Linked DNA regions of Hordeum vulgare: region 2 is linked to region 1. The links are chromatin contacts, called in public Hi-C maps. All regions are on one chromosome and are shown on one strand. The core of a region is the stretch at or near the end of the contact, and the rest is flanking DNA. Distances in the headings are between cores, read along the strand shown.

Region 1 (5,532 bases), core at 844-3,343:
ATCTACCTCGAGATCGTATATGGCGATCTAAAACACTATCTGGAATGATCTTAACCTGTCTTACGGGCTAAAGCCTTCTGGTTTATATAGATACCAGGAGTACTAGGGTTACACAATGTCGGTTACACCAAGGAGAAAACATGTGGATTACCATCTTGCCTTGGAGCATACACTAAGTCTTCGGAGGAGTCCGTTCCGGATACAACATCGTCTTGTAATTCGGGCTCCAATGACAATTATATGACAACCCATGACTCCGGCCCATACAAATAGGTAAGCAGCCCAAGGACCCCTTAGTCCCGGACTCCCTCGGTAGCCCCCGAACTGGTCTCCAATGCCGCGGTTTTGATCTAGCATCTTCACACGTCCAAAGTCTTCGACTTGCGGGGCGAGTTCCCCTCTTCCCTATGTTCGACAGACTCCAGTTCGGCTTGCGGTCTATTCTCGATTGTTGAAGCGTTGCATGGCCCACAAAATTGACCATTCCGCGGCAGGGTTTATGGCACCCCTTGATTCCTGTGCACCAATAGGAGGTAGGCGGTTTCAATAATCTTTTCAAAAAGTCCCTTCATGCATGAGTGGGAAAACCACTTATTAAACAAGCCAAGTGTGCTTCAAGCAACACACCTTGTTTCCCCAAACGGCGAGAAGAACATCGGAAAGCACAGAGACATGGCGAGCACTCCAAGCTCCTCCTCACGCCCTCATGACTCTCTTCTAGGCGACCGGGCAAGTTGTTGTGTATCTTGTCTTTGTTTGCGTGACCTAGAGGTGCAGGGATATCTTCCTTCCTCAGATCTGGCACCTTCCCATTCTTGATTGACTTCCGCAAACGGTGAAGCCTTCGCGGAGAAATTCCCTACTCCCCGCAAGGAAGAGAGGGTATGTTTCGTTCTCTTCCTCGTACAACGCTTGGGTTTTCCCATTCACCCTTTTTAAGGGGTTTATAAGAATTTTACGGGATTCAACTCCACTACCTTACCCGTGCATCCATACTTCATATCTCGGGCTTCGTTGCCCTTTGCGAGATGTTTGTGGGCTGTGAAGCCCATTTCTATCTAGGAAGTTTACTGCCTCGTCCCCCGTACTCTAGGTGGGACGATTTGTGAAGTAGGTGGAGCCGAAATGTGGTGTATAGTTGGGCCCTCTTGATGGAGGTAAAACCTGCTCTTGTTTATATTGATGATGGAGTATCGAGTATAGAGTTGATCTACCTCGAGATCGTATATTGTGGTCTAAAACCCTATGAGTAATGATATTAACATGTCCTATGAGCTAAGGCCATCTCGTTTATATAGATACCAGGGATAATAGGATTACACAATACCGGTTACACCAAGGAAAAAACATGATCATTACCATCTTGCCTTGGAGCATATACCAAGTCATGACAATTATAGGGCGACCCATGAGTCCGTCCCATAAAAATAGATAAACAGCCCAAGGACCCCCTAATCTCGAATTCTCTTATTGGACCCGTCCGTTAAACGCGCGGCCGATCCATTTAAAAAAGAGGACGTACACGTCAATCCAAACGGATAAAAGACGGACAAAGCACACGTCTGTTTCGGTCACGCGTTTGGAGCTGTTGTGAGAAGGAAATGAACTTGTACATGTGTGCGCTAAACTTTGTAGTACCTCTAGAAGATGTTTGTCTTTGGATAAACTATTTTCATCCTTCCTTACGGATTGTGTAATGAAGGATTGTAATCCTTCTGGGTGATCTATATAAAGCTCTTGATTAAAAAAAAATTGGTCATGCATCCTCATTTTCTTTGATAAACAATTAGTAATAGCTTTCGCTGCACAGAAAACCAACAGGGCTGAGTTTTCCTTTCTCTGAAACAACTCGTCATTCCCGGATTTCCAAATAGAGTAGACCACAAAAACCATCTTATTCGGGAGAAACCCATATGTGAGTATGCCCGGAATATATATGTCGATCGCAAGTTTTGTTACGTCACTTTTTCCATGCCAAAAGTAGGTTGGCCTCCCAGCCAACGGCAGCACCTAAATTTCCCTGCGATAGACGGTCTGTCCTCTTCCCCGTTGATCCATCCCAACTCCCATGCATATAAAAGCGAGGCCGGCTATTGTTGTCTCTTGTCGGAGCTCCATTTCTTGAATTTTCCTTGGCGGCCTCTCACCGCCGAGTTCCGACCAATCAATCCCATATGTGCCCATTTAGCTCTTCACAGCAGGTAGGATGTGTGGAGATTTGTTCTCTCAATTTCGATTTGATTTCTTCTGTTCTCCCTTCCAAATGAGGAGATTTGATTTGCTTCTCTCTCGTACGTGTAGATCTGCGGCGTCGCGACGCCGCCTTCTGCATCGTTAATCCAGAACGGACTCCACGAGCCGATTAATCATCGCGAGTCAGGATCACGACCTCGCGTGACGCAGCCATGGCGGTCATGGACCAGGACGGCGGTTCTGCGCGCGCACCCGCACCCGCACCCGCACCGATGAGGCTGCCCTCATACTCCTGCAGCCCCGGCAGCGTCGAGGCCACTCACGACCGCAAGCTTTCCCACTCCGACTCCTTCTGGACGCCGGCCGAATCGCTGCGGTCGTCGTCCGCTTCGTCGTCGTCCCCACCTCTATCCAGCAGTTCCTCGTTCGAGAGCATTCCCCTGCCCGACCTTGACCGGCAGTCCTCCTTGTCCTCCACGTCCTCCTACGCGAGCTTGTACCAGGTCGAGGCGGCGGCGGACCACGACCGTTCTTCCTCTTGCGCCGAGTCAATGCCAGCAACGCTGCCGCCGGCAGTCCAGACGATGATGGTGCAGGGGCAGCCCGCTGGGTACGACACGAAGAGGCTCCCTTCATCGATGTTCCGCACGCAGTCCACGTGCCCCGCCCAATGGAGCGCCACCTCGAACGACTCGCTTTTCAGCATCCAGCTGGAAAACTCCGGCGAGATCGGCCCGCTTTACGGTGTCGGCGACCTCTACTACGACGCCTCTGGGGTGTTCCACCGCCTCTCATCCGCCGCGAGGCTGCCGGCCGTGCCAGAGATGTCGACAGGAAACTCCGGCGGGAGTTTGTGCGTGAGGGATGACTGCGCGGGGTGCGGCAGTGGCACAAGCATGAACAAGAAGTCCGTCAGGTTCGCCACCGCCGATGGCGTCGCCGGCACGCGCAGGTACACGCCCGTCTTCTCGGCATGCATTACCTCACATGGTTTGCATTACGTGCGCGGTCTTTCTGTGTCCCTCGTCGTCCTGACCTGCGAATGTTGGCTTCAATTGCAGTCTTCCGCCCGCGTTGGAGGAGACGGAGGCATCGGTGGCGGAAACTGGCGCGGCGGCGGAGGCTGGTTGGTGCTCTTGTCCGTCGATATGGTGGCCAAGCTGCGCGTGCCGCGGATGTGACTGCCGGTGGTCCTGAATTTGGAATGGGTAGGAAATTTTGGACATGTCGAGTCCATTCAACTCCATCTTGTTGATCGGCTGTGGAATGGGTGCATATAGATTGGTAGGCGTCTTGGCGTGTTCTTACTGGCTAATATAAGTATTTGCGAGTTGCGGCGAGACGAAACACAAGTACTGGATCGTTGGCCTTTTCCGAAACACATACGGGCCACATACCTTCATTATCATTTATTTTGCCACGTCAAAACAGATGACATCATCGTTTTTTTAAAAAGTTAATGTCACAATCGTTGGCTACTACAATGGACCAGCGCGGAAAAAAAAGAAAAAGGCTAACTAGCTTAATTTTTACACAAATTGAAGAGCAACTAGTTAGCGTGCACTTCTTCGAGACCCTTTCAGCGATCACTCTCACGCGTCGTCACTTGCGCATTTTTGGTCGCCGCCACATGTCACACTCTCAGCATTTCCTTCAAATTTCGTTTTTTTATTTTTTTTCTGTACGGGTTTTGGTTTTCGGCTTTTTAGATAGGTTTTTTATCCAGTTTAGAGATTGGCTTTTTGTATCCCATGGATTTTTTTTCAAAAAACACGTTCTCTATTATTTTAGAAGATACACGATTTTATTTCTATGAAAGGCAATGGCGGACCCATCATTGGGCCGAGCTGGGGCGGCCGCCCCGGGTCGTCGATGGCACAGGATCGACCCTCACCTACTTGTTTTTCCACCGGCCGCGAAATCTGCAAAAATCCAGTGGCGGCGGCAGCGTTCTGTTCGTGAGGGGAGGGACGCAGCAACCAACGATGAAGGGCCGATGGGGTAAGCAATGACTTGGGTCGGTTGGGTGGGCTTTTTGTCTATAGGCCCAAACAGAAATGCTCGATCTAGAATTCCAGTCGAGAGGATGCAGAGAAACGCACGAAGCAGACGTGACCTAACTGTTGGGGCTCGCGCCGCCGCCAATCGCCAGTGGCAAGGGTTCCCAGACGCAGGGGCCAGATTTCGCATCTGCTGGCTGCGGCGGCCGGTGGGGGTGCTGCTGCTGCTGCAGGTTGGGCCAACGACGAGGGGTGGCGGCGTTTGGGGGAGGCACTGCAGGTCGGGCTAGCGGAGGGGGCGATAGTGAGGGGCTCCAGGGCGACGTGCTGATGCTGGAGGTCGGACCAGGAGGGGGGGCGACAGTGGGGCGTTGCTGGTGATGGATACCGGTGAGGATGTGGATTGGGTGGGTCTATCTGGTACTGCCGAACTCGAAGAAACCGAGGCCGAGGCTGCTGCTGTCGATGAAACTGCGGCTATGGCAGAGGCAGCAGTTTAGCGAGCAAATCAACCAAACGGAAGCGACCACATGAAACCGACGACCAGCAGCAGGTGGTATCCTCTTCTAGTCTTCTTGCATCTTTCCTTTGATATGTTAGTTGAAATTGGAAACTTGGAATGTTGAATAAGGAATTGGTGCCATTTGATGTTGTAGGGCATTCCCACATTTAATTTAGCCCAAAGCACATTGAAGAGTATGCAACTCTAGAAATTAGAGATGAAATGTGAAGGGCATATTTGTCAAAAGGTGTAGACCATTTGTATGGTTATGATTTTCCTGGTACTCGTTTTGGGAAAGATTGATGGGACTTCAAAGAAGCATCGTATAAAGTTTATGACTCACTAGAGTATAGTGAAGAAACAAAATCTGCCTATTGTTTCCATTGTTTACTTTTCAAGCCATGTTTTTTTTTGTGACACACGGTTTTTCTTTCCTCGGAGGTGCGGTTTTGCGCTTGTGCAGGGTACGGCCGTCCCTCTCAAAAATGTAAAAAACGTGTTTTCTTTTTTTTCGTGAGAGACATGGTTTTGTTTTCGGGAGAGGCTTGACTGTGCCTCTTGGAAACATAAAAAGAAACGTGTTTCTCTTGTGAGAGGCACAATTTTGCTTCCGTAAGAGGTACGGTTTTACCTTCGGAAGAGACGCGGTCGTGCCTCTCAGAAACGAAAAAACGTATTTTCTGTTTCTTTTTCTACAACGAGAGGCACGATTTTTTCATCTGATTTTTTTGTAAAAAAAAGTTCGTGAAAATCTATCAACATGGGTCTAGTTTTAAAGATCTCGACGCGAGGAACCCAACGATGAAAACAATTTCAGATTTGGACGCACGGTTTAAG
Region 2 (5,532 bases), core at 1,466-3,965, 830 kb after region 1:
TAAAGCTGCCTTGGAAAATCAATGGGGCAAAGGGCAAAAAAAAAATATTCAAAAGATAAGTAACCAACATAATAACAATGAACAATTGTGTATGCTTATACGCTACATTACCAACTTAAACAGAAATGGCAATACAACCTCAGCCAATAAGATGTTGTATGATAGTTTAATTTTAGTGAGGTCAACCGTTCGAAATCAATAGCATTTTAGATTGGTTCAACAGCTATTAAAAAGATCAACAAGTACACGAGAAAACAATACTCCGTATTTTGGAAACAGCAGGGAGCAATGTGGATGGGACATACAAGGCCAGACGTTGCACATACTGGTATAAGAGCAAGTTATTCGGAAGATCAGGACATAACCAGTGGAGCACATGAAAGAAACACACTTTTGCCAAATATTGCATTGGGCATCGAGTATAAATTGTATTTTCTCATGAAGAAGAAATAAATTCAAAATAGTTCAGTTGCAGACAGTTGCTCCTAGAGAGTGATAACCACCTAATCCTGGACCTAAAGTTTTAAAAGGATACTCATACCAATATGTTTTAGTTGTATCGCCTAGTTTTCTGGAAAAGTTTTTGGTTACGTGTCTCACCACAGATAGATACTGGCGATAAGCAAGAAAGCTATATGCTTCAAAGAAACTCGGTGTACTAGAAGCCAATTCATACACAATAAAAGAATATTACTAATTTGAGAAAGGCAAGATACACAGAAGTTTATGTCCATACTATAAAAGTCTATGTTGATGGCATGTAACTGAATGCCTAATAGTTTCAATTTTCAAATGAAACCAGCTGGTCAAAGAGTAATTTTGTGGACAGAAATCTGATTGTAGCAGTAGGGTTTAACACTTTGACAAGTTGGTGATAGAATATCCGCCGATAACAGCCTCAAATTTAAAATAGGTAGACCTTGTATCTGTGAAGGTCAACCCTCCTCCATTCAATTAACAAAGGTGCAATCCCTGACCACAAAAACTAGAACTAAATGCAAGTTCGACTAGTAAAATTTCTGGATTTAATTCAGTTTAACATAATCAGGTGGTCGATTCACAGCTCGTGTTATAAGGATGGCAGCTGACCCCAGATTAGCGCTCCCTTCATAGTGAGTATTATCTATATTTCTGTATTTTCTTACGAACTGATACTTCTGAAGTTCTAAATCTTCACATTTCCTTTTGTGAATGAATATCCTGATATTTCTGACTTTCCGATTTCTGAGCATGAGGTTTGTAAGTTGTCATCCTTTTCTGTTGCATGTGCTCCTAGAATTCACCAGTTTAGTATAGTTACTTTATCCCTAAATCAAGGCCACCAGAATACTGAATCACTGTGAAAAATGAAAGTCCACATTAACGGATTAACCTATTGTAAAAACAGACGCTACAAAGTGCAAACGGTAGTAGTTGTGGTCATTTGAACTATTTCATTTTCCTTGTAGCCATCACACAGTCATGCCACATAATTGTACCAATCCATACTGAATTCCTCACCTGCGCGATGCACCCACCAAGGGCAAACCCCTCGAAGAACTGGTGAAATGAGAGCGCTGCCACCAATGGCCTGATTGCGCAGGGGCTCCGAGACACCCCAAGCGACAGCCCAATGATCACGGAGTGCGACACAATCCCCATTTCCAGTATCTACAGGAATCAAAATCAATATATACTTTTTTGAGGGGAACTATATCAAACAATTGATTGAAACCAACGAAGAGATTACACCACCTGTGATACCACGACGGAGCGCACGTGCTCTGACACCTCCCCCTCGCGTCCTTGTGGTTGCACCAGCTCGTGACCATGCGATTGCGCGTGGGAATGGGAGTGCGCTTGCAAGAGCGGGGCCTTGTGCTCACTCTGGACGACGGTGACCACAGTGATGTCTTCGTCGCTGGCGGAGGTGGACGCGGCGGCGAGTGCGGCAGCGGCGTCAGCCTTGACCCGAGCTACCTCGGCGCGGTGCTTGGTCTCGTAGAACCTGGTTACCAGGACGTCGAGCACCAGCGTGGCGAGAGCAGCGAGCATGGCGACGAAGCCGGGGAACGGGAACCGGCGCCAGGGCGCAGCCGGGAGGCAGGGGTTGGAGAGCGCGTGCTCGGCGTCGTGCAGCATGTGGACGAACCCTGTGGCCAGGATCACGCCGGCCGCGAAAGCCTTGGCGGCCACGAAGACGGCGCTGCCGGTCTCCACCGTCCGCCGCTTCCGCCCGGCAAGCGGTAGGCCCACGCCCATCACCCCGGACACCAGTATCGCCGCCATGGCAATCCACTTGAGCCGCAGCGCCGCCGCGTCGTCCCGGCACCCCGCCCCCTCGGCCTTCTCCACCTCGTCCGCGCAGCTTGCCGCGGACAGGGACGCCGCAATAAACCCTAACCCACCATTGACATCGATCGGATCAACCACAAAAGTGCTTGAAAGAAACCTCGAAGAGCAAACTGAATTACCGTTGCTTTTACTCAAGAGCTGGCCCGCGTGCCGGCGGAAGCCTGCTACACCGATCATCATGCCCTGAGAATCCCGAGCGGTGCTAAATTCCTCGAGGACAGAAACCTCGGAAAAAGATCGATCCCTTAACCTCTTGGCCTGGCCTTTCTTTCTTCTGATGCGGTGGATGCCTTGCTATCTTCGCACGTAAAAGAGCGCGCAGGGTACGAGTGAGAGAGAAAGAGGGGGAGGGTGTGTCGTCATGGTGGCACTGCACCGAACAGCCGGGGTACTAGAGCGGACGTGATCCGTCAACGCAAACGATCCAGAATGCGGACGGTGGCGATTTCACCTGGGCTAGAAGGTCGCGTTTCGCTGGGCTGCGGACCAGGAGGCTCTGCCGGTGGGGTCCGGGCCCACGGTGGGGGAAAAGCGCGAGGGCGAAGTGAGTACGTGGACTGGATGCACGAATCCCTGCTGTGCTAGACGTCGATTCGTGTTTTGGACGGCTGAGATCCTGCTCCGCGAGCGTGGAGTTAGTATACCACGTTCTCCTTCTGTTCGGCAGTTATAATACTTCGGCAGGGATAGGCAGCTGCTTGGCACACGCGATCGTGATCAAGTCGAGAGACTTGAATACGGGACATACTCCCAGTTTGGGCCCCTTTGTCAGTCTGAATGATTAGCATGACGGAGGTTGGAGCTGGTCGTGGGTTGGTGCATTGCGACAGAGTCGTGGGGCAGTGGGAAACGATGTCGACATAGTGAGGTTAGGCGGTTCCAGGATCCATCCATGTCAGCGTTCGTGTATGGGCTGGGCTCATCGGCCTTCATAACAATGGCTGTTTGGTTGCCGGGTCCTAGCATACGAGTTATTTTGCCGATACAAAGGCCAGACCGGACGTACGCTCGTCGCGTGCACAGGCGATCCACCGACTGGCCTATTCCTCCTCGAGGAAATCACTAATTAAAGCAAAAGGTGAACCATATATAATAGAAAAATAAGACACACTTCTAATCTATTAAGTATTGTACATGTTAATTATAAAATAAATTATAGATGACATAACAATGTCCACCACGTGTCTATGCTATTAATCATGCTATGAGGGAGTATTTCTTTTAAAGATCACTCCCATTTTTTCAAGTTGTGATAAATGACACACTGCATGTGTGTTACTTGTGGTAACCTGAAACTTTTTTTTCCTATTTTTATAGATTTGTATTTTTAAAATATTTTATCTCCTAAACAGTACATTCAAATCTTAAACCGTTTTTACCGTTGGATTTCTCGCGTCGAGATCTTTAAAAATTAGATCCCATGTTGATAGGTTTTCATAAACTTTTTTTAAAAAAAAGACCAAAAAACCATGACTCTCGCGATAAGATAAAAAACTAGAAAACACGTTTTTTGCGTTTTTTTTCTTTCCAGGAGGCACGGCCGTGCCTCCCACGAAGGCAAAACCGTGCCTCTCACAGAAAAAAATCGTGTCTCTCATGAAAAAAAACGTTACTTTTTCCTCTCCGAGAGACACGGGCGTGCCTCTCCCGATGGCAAACCTGTGCCTCTCACGAAAAAACATGTTATTTTTTCTCTTTTTCGAAAGGAACGACCGTTCCTCTTGTCGAAGCAAAATCGTATCTCTCGCAAAGATAAAATCGTGCCTTTCACAGAAACAAAATAGTGACTCTCGCAAAAAAAAAAGACAGGTTTTTTGCGAAAACATGTATTAAATATTTCGTCAGAAAACTAACACCAAAATTTCAAAAAAAAAACAATCTAAAAAACCAAAAACGCGTGCGAAAAATAAAAAAATAAAATTCAAAGGAAACCCTTAGAATGCGACACATGGCGATACTTGAGAACGCACCAAGTACCAACACGTAAAGTGCTCGTTGCAAGGCTCCCGAAAGGACGCTTGCTAACTAGGGACTCCCCTATTTGACGCCCGTCATGTCAAAGTGTCGGACGTTCGTACATGCAATCCCCAAGTGTGAGAATTGGGCCAGCCTCTTACTTCCTCATGAGGCAGCCAGTTTCAGGAACCTTTTCGTGAACCGGTTCACATTAGTCAGTCCAGTTTTGCGATGATAGAATCGGTTCGCACTGGCCAGTCTACAAGGTTTCCTAAACCGGTTTTTTGTTTTTAATGATTTTTATGTTTCTTTTTGTCTTTTTTTTTGCTTCTGTTTATTTTTTTCCTTTTCTTTATTTCCTATTTTCTTCCTTTTTCCTTTTTCTATTTTAAGGTTATTTTAGCTTTTTCAAACTAAGTTCATGTTCAAAAATTGTTTTCAAAATTAAAAAAGTTCTTGTTCTATAAAAATGTTTGTTTCAACAAATTGTTTATAACTGCAAAAAATGCTTTTATTTTTCAAAAAATGTTATTGTTTTCATTTTCATTTTTTCCTTTCCTTCGTTTTCTTATTCTCGTTTTCTATTTCTTTTGTTTGACATTTGCAAATTTTTGTTTTGAATTTAGAAAAATGTTCTTCTGTTCAAATTTTTGTTCAAAGTTTTTATTTGAATGTCCATCCATGTCAGCGTTCGTGTATGGGCTGGGCTCATCAGCCTTCATAACGATGGCTGTTTGGTTGCCGGGTCCTAAAATACAAGTTATTTTGCCGATACAAAGGCCAGATCCAAAATATCCTTGTTGACGCTCGTCGCGTCAAAGTGTCGGACATTCGCACAGCGATCCACCGAGCGTGAGAATTGGACCGACCCATTCCTACTTTAGGAAATCACTAATTAAAGCAAAAGATCGATCATATAATAAAAAAATAGTAGACTCTTCTAATTAATTATTGTACATGTTAGCTATAAGATGAGCTATAGATGCGATGATTTATAGCGAGTATCCGACTATGTTATTAACCATGCTTTTAGGAAGTATTTCTTTTAAAGATCACTCACAGGATATTACCCCTGTGTATACCAAGAGCGGAGATTAGCCGTCTCCAAGACATATGGGGCGCCTGCCCCCCCCCCTCCCAGGCCGTCTGACGACAGCCGACCTACTCAGCCAATGCGTGCATGGCCGGCTGGCGATAGCCGGCCCATTCGGCCAATACGTGCCTAGTCGGCTGGCGATAGCC

The links. A called contact is a pair of places that touch in the nucleus more often than the background predicts.
Region 2: a Hi-C map of leaf shows a contact between it and region 1, with 3 times the contacts expected there. The contact joins the promoter of LOC123427565 here to the promoter of LOC123408285 in region 1. A contact is called at or near these places in 2 of 6 Hi-C or Micro-C datasets (leaf and seedling).

What each region holds. Positions count from the first base shown.
Region 1 is chr1H:150,962,246-150,967,777 of MorexV3_pseudomolecules_assembly, forward strand. LOC123408285 reads left to right here and starts at 2,094. Exons shown (of 3, transcript XM_045101428.1): 1 at 2,094-2,201; 2 at 2,302-3,145; 3 at 3,255-3,535. The coding sequence starts at 2,406. The coding sequence ends at 3,390.
Region 2 is chr1H:151,788,611-151,794,142 of MorexV3_pseudomolecules_assembly, forward strand. LOC123427565 (zinc transporter 7-like) reads right to left here and starts at 2,716. Exons shown (of 4, transcript XM_045111649.1): 1 at 2,454-2,716; 2 at 1,735-2,378; 3 at 1,501-1,650. The coding sequence starts at 2,514.